2 separate regions of the Mus musculus genome follow, and region 1 is linked to region 2. A link is a contact called in public HiChIP or PLAC-seq data. All regions are on one chromosome and are shown on one strand. Each heading gives the region's core, a stretch centred on a gene start, on an enhancer-like site or on the middle of the called end of the contact. The rest is flanking DNA. Distances are from core to core; before and after follow the strand shown.

The links. HiChIP or PLAC-seq counts read pairs in DNA pulled down with a chosen protein or histone mark.
Region 1: an H3K4me3 HiChIP or PLAC-seq map of bone marrow-derived macrophages shows a contact between it and region 2, with 2.2 times the contacts expected there. The contact joins the enhancer-like site here to the promoter of Ldb1 in region 2. A contact is called at or near these places in 1 of 39 promoter capture datasets (erythroid cells), 1 of 484 Hi-C or Micro-C datasets (bone marrow-derived macrophages), 3 of 115 datasets of contacts at active chromatin or transcription factors (bone marrow-derived macrophages, embryonic stem cells and kidney) and 3 of 9 other capture datasets (adipose tissue, macrophages and pancreatic islet).

The regions. Positions count from the first base shown.
Region 1 is chr19:45,942,995-45,947,523 of GRCm38.p6, forward strand. Armh3 (armadillo-like helical domain containing 3) reads right to left here. Exons shown (of 26, transcript NM_198296.2): 15 at 3,008-3,109. Among named protein-coding and RNA genes, the nearest start is that of 4930505N22Rik, 53 kb to the right of the region's middle. Within about 2 kb of position 1,562, at least 7 of the 459 cell types and tissues checked have an H3K27ac peak or open chromatin away from gene starts, as enhancers often do. A contact at or near this core is called in bone marrow-derived macrophages, where this site is marked.
Region 2 is chr19:46,041,886-46,046,673 of GRCm38.p6, forward strand. It overlaps Ldb1 (LIM domain binding 1), which reads right to left and starts at 3,426. Exons shown (of 11, transcript NM_001113408.2): 1 at 2,945-3,426. The coding sequence starts at 2,969.

The sequences.
Region 1 (4,529 bases), core at 312-2,811, 100 kb before region 2:
GCATGTAGTTAACCCCTGTGTAACTCTTATTCTTGAAAGAATATCATGAGATACAAGAGGAAAAAGTCCACTTTCAAGGCAGAACTCTCCAATAGCAAACCCAATGTCTGAACACAGCACAGGTTAGCCTCAGCCCATTGCCAGGCTCCTTGTAGCTCTAGTCGGTCTCTACTTCCCATACTGACCTTCACCTTCCTAACTCTGTCTACCAGATTTTTCTTCTCTCTCCAGAGTCCCTGAGCCTGCTTTTTCCTTCATTTCTACAACTCTTAAAAACCCTCATAACAGAAACCTGCTCACTTGACAAACAAAAGCCTTCTCAAGTACAAACCACGCTGAAGAGAGCTTCAGACAACCTCAGAGGTAATACATGGTCTTCTCACAAAGAGCAAGGCAGTAAAACAATCAATTTTAATAATTTTTGGTTCTATAATCAAGTTGGCTTTTAAATCTAGGACTATGAAGTTACTTATGGACTATAAGTTAATAACACAGTGGGCATGGTAGCACACATATGTAATCCCAGCGCTTGTAAACACATGGGAGGAACAAGGGGTCAAGGCTGGACTCTACAACATAACAAGTTTGAGGCAGCCTGGAATACTTGAGACCCAGAAAGAAAAAAAGAGAAAAGAAAAGGATAGGGAGAGGGAGAAAGGGAGAGAGGGAGATGGAAAGGGGGGAGAAAGGAGAGGAGAGAGAAGAGAGGAGGAGAAGGGAGAGGAGAGAAGGGGGGGAGGGGAGGGGAGAGGAGGGAAAAACCCACTCGTGCTTCAGCACCCACAGGCTCATGTTAAATCTAGCCTTTGTCAGAGAAGCTTCTAATCTCAACAGCCGGTGGTATGGTGGCCTGAATGAAAATGGGCCCCATAGGCCCACAAGGCATAGCACTAATAGGAGGTGTGGCCTTATCAGAGTAGGTGTGGCCTTGCTGAAGTAGGCGTGGTCTTGTTGGACAAAGTGTGTCACTAGGAGTGGGCGTTGAGGTTTCAGATGGTCAAAACCCATCCTCCCTCCCTGCTGCCTGCAGATCCAGATTAGATCCTATTCCAGCACTATGTCTGCCTACATGCTGTCATGACTCCTGCCACAATGATATATGGACAAAATCTCTGAACTTTGAGCCAGCCCCAATTAAATGTTGTTCTTTATAAGAACAGAGTGAACATTGCCATGGTCACACTGTCTCTTTACAGCAATAGAAACCTAATGATGACACCATGGTAATGCAGAAACCTGTAACTGACAAAAGCATCAAAAATAAGCAATGGTATAGTACTCTAAACACTACAGCTCTATCACCCACTCCAAGGCTCAGGAAACCTCAGAGAAGAAGGAACAGAAAAAATAAATGTAAGATCCAGAAGATAAGGAGACCTGTGAAAAAGGGGTATCTTCTGCATGTGACATACAATTACATTCAGGAGCTCACTATAGTTGTGGTTATAGCACAAGACCTACACAAGACTGGACATTAACATGTCATCATGGATATGGAAGGCCCCATGAGGCCCCACCCTTCCCGCCAGAACTGCTGACAACTAACAGCTGTTGGGATTTGCTCTTGCTCTAGAAAATAACTTCCCCTCCACACTTGAGCAAGACACTTGAAATTACACTGGGGGCAGGGGAGGCACTACAGATCACCTGGGTTCCATTCCCAGCACCTACCAGTCAGCTTGCAACTGTCTGTACCCCCAGTTCCAGGAGCTCCAACACCCTCTTCTGACCCCCACAGGCTCCTGCACAACAGCACAACATGTGCTTGGTGCACAAACATGATCTAAGGGGCGTGAGCACACACAAACACACACACACACAGATAAAATCAAGCAAAAAAATTCACACATAAAATCAAGTAGACAAAAGGAAGACATGAAGTACATGGGGATGGGGTGCGTGAGGTATGCAGGGACAACTCAGCAACTGAAAGCTCCGGCTACTCTTCCAGAGGGCCTCATTTCAGTTTCTGGCACCCTTATGGTGGCTTATAGCCATCTATAACTGTAGTCCCATGGGATCTGATGCCCTCTTCTGGTATGCACACATGGAGACAAAACACTCCTATCCATAAATAAACATATGTTTAAAAGAAGAAAACAACATGGGGACTTGTTGAGAAGAGGCCTTCAGTGGGAGGAGAAAGATCAAAGATCAAGGCCAGACATGCTTCTGCATGCTTTAATTCCAGAAAACTGAGGCAGAAGCAGGTAGATTTTATGAGTTCAAGGCCAGACCTGTCTACATAATGAGTGCCAGGCCACACAGGGCTATAGAGTGAGTCCCTGACTCAAAATTCAAATACAAACAAAAAAAATTTAAATCTAACTAGGAAGCTACTCAAATTCATTATATAAATGTATGAAACTGTCGATTTTGTAAAAAGAAAAAGAAAGAGAAAGACTTGAGGGGTAACTGAAGAAACTTAAATATGGGCTGAATTGCATATGCTATTAGAGAGCCATTGTTGATTTTTTTTTTAGATATAATGACATCTTAGATATCAAGAAAAATATTTTCAATTTTTAAAGATGCACGCCAAAGTCCTTAAATGTGAAGTAGAGTTGTTTGTGATTTCCTTTAAAGAAGCACAGCCAAAACAAGAGTAAAGTACAAAAAGGAATTTAGAGGCAAACCAAACACGGCAGTGGGATGCAGGTGAGGCTCTTAGAGCTTGGCTCAGAAGGGAACTCCTCGTGCCTGTTAATCCCACCCACCCAGCTTCTCACACAGGAGGGCCAGCATCCACTCACCCCACCTCGCTAAGAGGACTTAGTAATTTCTGTGGGGATCAGCTTTTTTCCTTTTCTATTTTTAAGCACTCTCCTCCAACTCCAGGTTTTCCCAACAGCACCTACTTATCGCCCAGAAGTGAGAAATCACTGTTTTCCAGAAACCTGGTCCATCACCCGCACAGGAGGTCCCAAAGATTCCTATGTCAAAGCCCCAATATGGCCACTGCTCTTTGATATGAGCCACCTGCCACACTTCCCAAGGAATGTCTTACCTTTCGTGTCCTGCATGACAATTGAGCTATACTTTAAGAAGGTTATCAGTAGATTACTGGTCTGTACATCTGCATCCAGTGAGAGTTCCACAGAACTTATAACTGGAATAGAACAAATAAAGCACTTAGCCCATAACATATTCCACCTCACACTTCTACCCACATAGCCAATTTGCCAGCAGGCCAGAAAATGACTAAAGAAGCTTTCCCCACACAGAAGGAGGACCCAGTGCTTTCCATAAGACTTTCAGCTACTCTTACTAGGTCTCTGGAGGCCCTCTACCCCACACTCCCCCAAAGCCTGCCAATTTTCTTCTTCGCCCAGTATAGAGAGTTGTTCTCCTAATGCCCTAGAAAAGGATGTTGAGTCCATTCTGGCCCCAAGTAATCAACAATTCAAGGTCCTCTTAGAGAGTCTGTCAATTCTAACTAAAGGAAAAAGTTACCCTGGCATAAATGAGCTTGACTTTGATGGCTCTCTCACTTCAAATAAAGAGAAGTCTTGAGAACAAGTCTGAAGTAGCCAAGGGGAAAGGAGCTCGGGCTGGGCAAGAACTAAGTCCAAACTCTGCCCCTTGAGATCGACCCCTCGGGAGGGACCTAGGACGCAGTATCGGACAGGAAGCAGGTGGACACCGCCGACCAGCCCCCTGGAACTGGAATTTTACATGTGCAGCCTCTGTTTGCAAAAAAAGATCCTTTTGCTTACCCTCCCACCCTCTCTGAGTCACAGCCTTAGAGAACAATGGGAAGTTAGACCAGAACTGACCCAACCACAACAGTTTTAACTTAGCGCTCCCAAGATTCAAAGACTTTACGTTAGAATTAGTCAGCTTGTTAAGTGTTTTAAATGTCTAAAACAGAATACATATACAAAAAGAGCCTCAAGATGGCACAGGGATGTTTGAAAACCTATAGCTTTCTGCTATATTTTAAACTATAAACACATTGCTAGGTTTGGGGTATTAGTCATAATATATATTCATAGCCATTATGGATCCCTCTGGAGTTATTACAATGCAATGCAGAGGACATTTATTAACAATGGGAAGCACTGTACATTATGGCTCCACAATACACAGAAAAAAAAACCCTATGAAAAGAAATTAGCATGTCTAATCCTTGGCTCTTACCCATAATTTGGCTGCAAAGAACAAATACGAGATAAATTTACTTTTGTATTGAAATATTAAAATATTTCCTAGCCAGACTGAGCTATGGAGTGAGACCCTGTCTCAAACACAAACCAACCCAAAAGGTTTTAATTCATGTTAGAGCTCAATAGCACAGGCTATCATCTCAAACCACAGCCATTTTGAACTCAGAACCCATGATCATTCCTTTGTTATCTAACTAGTAAGTGGAAGTTTTACCCTACTCACACACAGTGATAACTAGAAAACTCTCTTACATAATATAGTAGAAATATAGAACTATATGTATTTTTAGTTTACCAGAAAGTCCTCTCATGCCAAGGCGGAGTTGTCAAATGTCAAGTCTGAGCTGCGAACAAATGTTACAG
Region 2 (4,788 bases), core at 2,176-4,675:
CTAGTCAGAAGTCTATGTCAGAAGGCCCTAAAAATTGTTATGGGGGCTGGGGGGCAACAAAGAATGACAAAGGGGAGAGAGGCCTATGAGTACTTCTAGAGGTGGGGGCTCAAAGAAAAGCAGCCCACAGTATGAGGTACCAGCACTGCCCCCTGCCCGGGCCCCTGACCCAGGCCTCCAGTGTGCCTGCCCCCCTTCCTTTGTCTGTGCCCGGCCTCCCGTTGGCCTGGCGCTCTGCCATCCTCCTCTCCTGGCTCCCAGCCGCCACCACTGCTGCCTCCTCCCCTCCCCCTCCTTCTCCCTGCCTTAACCCTTCTGAGCTACAAGCTGCCCTAGACAGGTCTCAGCCCCTCAGCATCCTGCCCCGGGAGACTGATGCTCCTTAGAAAGGCTTGTCCTGGTCTTCTAGTCAGTTAAGCCCCAAGATGTTCTTCATCGTAGGGGCGCGACGGGGGGGGGGGGGGGCGGGGGGGCCTGGAGGGGTGTGTGCATGTGAACCTTGTGGTGTTTCTGCGTGTGCATTTGTGTGGCTGCGTGTGCTCTGGCTTCCCTCAGTCACATGTGTGGGGCATGTGCTGTCTCTCTGTCGGGCTGGGGGAGGAGGAGGAGCCCAGAGACAGCAGAGCACAAAGGAGAGACTCAGGCAGGCAAGCAGGCAGGCAGGCAGACAGGCAGACAGCCTGCCAGAGCGCCTAGGCCCCAGGACTGCTCAGCGCTCAGGGTGGTGGTGGGCCTCAGACATAACCTGCTGTATGCTGCCAGAATGCCCTTGGTCGAGTGAAACATGTGCTCTTCTTAACCCATTCACCCATTCGTGCAAGCCTGGTCCTCCCCTCCTCACCCCAACTCCTACCATTCTCCACCCCCAGGCCTCTCTTTAAGCCCTTTCCCACGTGGTCTCCTCTTGAAGTCTAATGTCCATCCATTCAACAAGACACCAGTCTGTCAGACTTCTTCATAATCAAGAAAAAGACTCTCTCAGCCATCCTTCCCCCCCCTCCTCTCTTCTCCTTCCTTCCTCCCTCTCCCTCTCTCTCCCTCTGCCAAGCTATCAGACATACAGACAGACCGTGAGTTTTGGGTCCTCCTACACACACACTTCTGTGCATGGGTCCTCTTCCTGTCTCCATATCAGCCACAAAGACTCTTCCCACTAATGCATGCAGGTAGTTGCCCCAATTCCAGGACCAATCTCCCATCTTCCCCCAGCCTGGCAACTTCTCCATATAAAACCTCTACGAATAAAAATTTAAGTTTCGGCCAGGTGGTGGTTGGCGCATGCCTTGAGTCCCAGCACTCAGGAGGCAGAGGCAGGTGGATCTCTGAGTTCGAGCCCTGCAGTTCCTGGTCTACAGAGCAAGTTCCAGGATAACCAGGATTGTTACACAGAGAAGCCCTGTCTTCGAGGGGAAAAAAATAAATAAGTTTCAGCCCACTAGCTTGTTTAAAGCCCTGCCTTACTTTGGGTCTTCATACATCACGTTGTAGGGAAATGACCCACCGGTGGGCTAAGAGCATGAACTACCTTGTCTAGCATTGGCCAAATTGTAAAAGCGAAAACACATACACAAACACACAAGTCAAATTGGTGGGAAGGCTATGAAGCTAGGCAGGATTCCAGCTTGGCAAGCTCTTCTCTCCTCCTCTTCTCCACCCTCTGCAGCAGGAGCCAGGGATTCCCACACCCGGATAGTCCAGGATCCTCAGGCTTTCCTCCTCCTGGGCCCTATGCCCCTAAAATGTCAGCCACAGCAGCCACTTGAAGTGTGGGCCCAACCCAGTCCAACTTGGCCAGAGTCACGTGATTTCCAAAGAAGATTCTGCACTAGCAGCTTCCCTGGGGGGATTGTGTATTTGTATGAATGTTGGGGTGCGGGGATACGGCGGGGGGGGGGGGGCTCCTAGTTCTGAAGTTTAGGCTTCTCAGAATACAGGACATACAGAGGGGCAAGAGATCCAGCCAGGCTAGACCCAGGACACTGACCACTGACTTTCTAGAGAAAGCTGCCTCCATCCTGGAAGGAAGGCCAGTTTGAGGACACAGAGTTATAAGGAAGGGGACCGACTATATTCTGGGATTCTCTTTAGACTAACCTCTCCCATCACATGGCTCAACTGTTCCCTCCTAGCACTTGTGGCCTTATACCCCGACCGTACAAGAAAAATCTCAAGGCACTCTCAGACACAGGTGTTCCCTGGCAAGCTCTGATACCTGTTAGAGAGGGTTGTGATTTGAATTTGAGTCCTCAAGTTTTCACTGGGGGGGGGGTGTCAAGCATTGCTCCCCCAACTCGAATCTGCAAACCACTCTTAACTTCACGGCCTACCTGGAACTGCTACACTCCCCCTCCCACGAAGACTGAGATAGCAGACCCAAGGGCCCAATTATCTGACACCCCCTAGGAGTGCTTTTTGTCCCTCAGGAGGGCCAACCTACCCTGGCAACAGACAGGAAAAGTTAAAGGGGGGTAAGATGGGCTCCAATCAACTCCTCCCCCAAACAGCATCCTAAGAAACAGCCCGAGGGGGGGAATGTCACAAAATATGTAAGAGGCAATAAACAGCAGGGAAGGGGGGGAAACCCAAATCAGCCAATCAGAACTCTACGATGACCTGAGGGGGGGGTCAAAAGTCCAAAGTCACTTCTGATTGGCTAACACCCTGGAATTCTGGGAATTTCAGTCCCCCCCCATCCCTCCCCAGTTAGCCTCCCCCCCCTCAAAAAAAAATTACAAGCCATCCTTAGCACCCCCTTCCCGTGCCGCTGGGCTGCTGCGTATTTATACAGATGAGAAAACCCGGCCCCGATCGAGGCCCCTCTAACTCTATACAGCCCCCGACCCCCACCATGCCTTCGATGCCCCCCACATACAAATCCTCTCCAAACCAGGGGTTAGGGGGCCGAAAGGGAGGGAGGGGCCAGGCGGCCTCGAGACCCACTCACCAGGACAGGCACAGCCCACTGACATCTTCACATCGCCCGCCGCTGGGGGCCCAGCCGAGTCACGATGCCCGCCCCTCGCAGGGACAGGCCGGGCATGAGCCGCTGCCGCCGCCCGCGGCCCCCGATGCCCGCGCCGCCGGCCCGGCCCGGCCTCTGCCCGGTGCGGGCCGCCCCTGCCTGCAGCGAGGGGCCTGTCAGGCGCGGAGCAGACAGGAAGGAAGCCAGGCAGGAAGGCGAGCTGCCTCTGCGTGTGTACGCGCGGGTGTGCGTCCCCGGAGTGTGTGTCCGTGTGTGCGCGTGTGCGTGTGCGTGTCTGTGCGCTCCCGCCGCCCTCCCCGCCGCCGCCCTCGCGCTCGCTCCCGTTCGTTCGCGCGTCCTCTCCCTCTCGCAAGCGCCGGCTCTCCGGCCAGAGTCGGGCTGGGCCGGGCTTTATTAATATGCTAATTGTCCTGGTAGTGGGAGGGGAGAGCCGTGTCAAAGTGACCCGGGCGAGCGCGGCGCGAGCGGCGACGTGCGTGCGCCGCGCGGCGAGGGGCAGGGAGCGCTCCCGGGAACGGCATGCGTGTGACGCAGCTCTTAAAAAACGAGACGGAGGCAGAGACCCCGGCGAGGGCGGGCGCCGGGGAGCGGGAGGAGGCGAAGCCTCACGCTCGGCGTCCGTCCTCCGGGTGCGCGGGGTTGGGAGCGTGGCTGAGCGGGAGCGGGGATTGGGGGAGGCGGAGCCTGGGTGGGTAGTGAGGTGTACCCTCTCTCCACCCCCGGGAGGGATGGGGCGCTGACCCCTGCCTGTGCTCTTTGCGGAGACCCTGTGTGGCGCGCTCCACCCGAAGCTGGGTGGGAAAAGGAGCACTCTCCTAATTCTCAGAGCAACCCCTAGACTCATCCCCTTTCTAAATTAACCAGACCATGCCTGCTAAACCAGTTGGGACTAGAGCTAAAAGGGTTAATTAAGAAGGGACCCCACCCTCCCCCGCCTAAGGGCCTGAGGTCCGCATTTTGCAAGGGGACACAAGGGCTGTGGTATGACCATTAGGCTGGGAAGGGGGGGAGCACTACCAAAGCCATCCTTTCCTCTTGCAGGCTCTGACGCACCAGTTAAGACACTTCCCTTCCCCCACTTTCTTCTTCCAGCCCTGGAGCCTTCTACCCACCCACCCCCATCCTCCGCCCCCTGGAAGCAGCTCCCTGTTTTGGAGGTGGAGAACAGGAAACCTACTCCTTCAGTGCCCCCTACCCATAGGGGCAGAGGCCGCGGGGAGGGTTGGGGGTGGGGCATCCTGGACAGTCAGTCTATCTTCCAAAGGGAGAACCCTCCCAACCTTCAGGCAGTCCTCAAGGACTCCTCAACCCAACCCATGGAAGGGAAGAACTCTTCCATCCCTTCTCCAAAGCCCAGCCCTAGCTGCCTCATAAACAGGAAATACCTATTAGCAGGGAGGAGGGGAGCTGCTAGAAGGAGTTCGGGGGGGGGGTGTCCCCCAAGCCTTAGCTTCTCTTAAGCTTCGTGGTGTATTCCCTGGGTAGATTCTGGGGGCTGGTATTCCCTGTCTAAGGTATCTGAACTAGACTGGTTACACTGGCTTCCCTCTTCCCTTTGTTGCTAAAATGGGGATTGTTTGAAAAAGGTGTTTGATTTCCCTACCCCGATTTAGGAGTTTGCACAGCTGGCTTGACTGTCCAGGGGAGAGTTACAAAGGTGGAGGTTAAGGTGCCATGAGACCACATATCCCAACCTTAGGGGTTTTTTTTGTTTTTTTTTGTTTTTGTTTTTTGGCTAAGGAGCAAGAGACCATGGTAGTAGAGTCTGATGATTGAAAGGAGGGCGTGCCTAGGAATGAGAATAC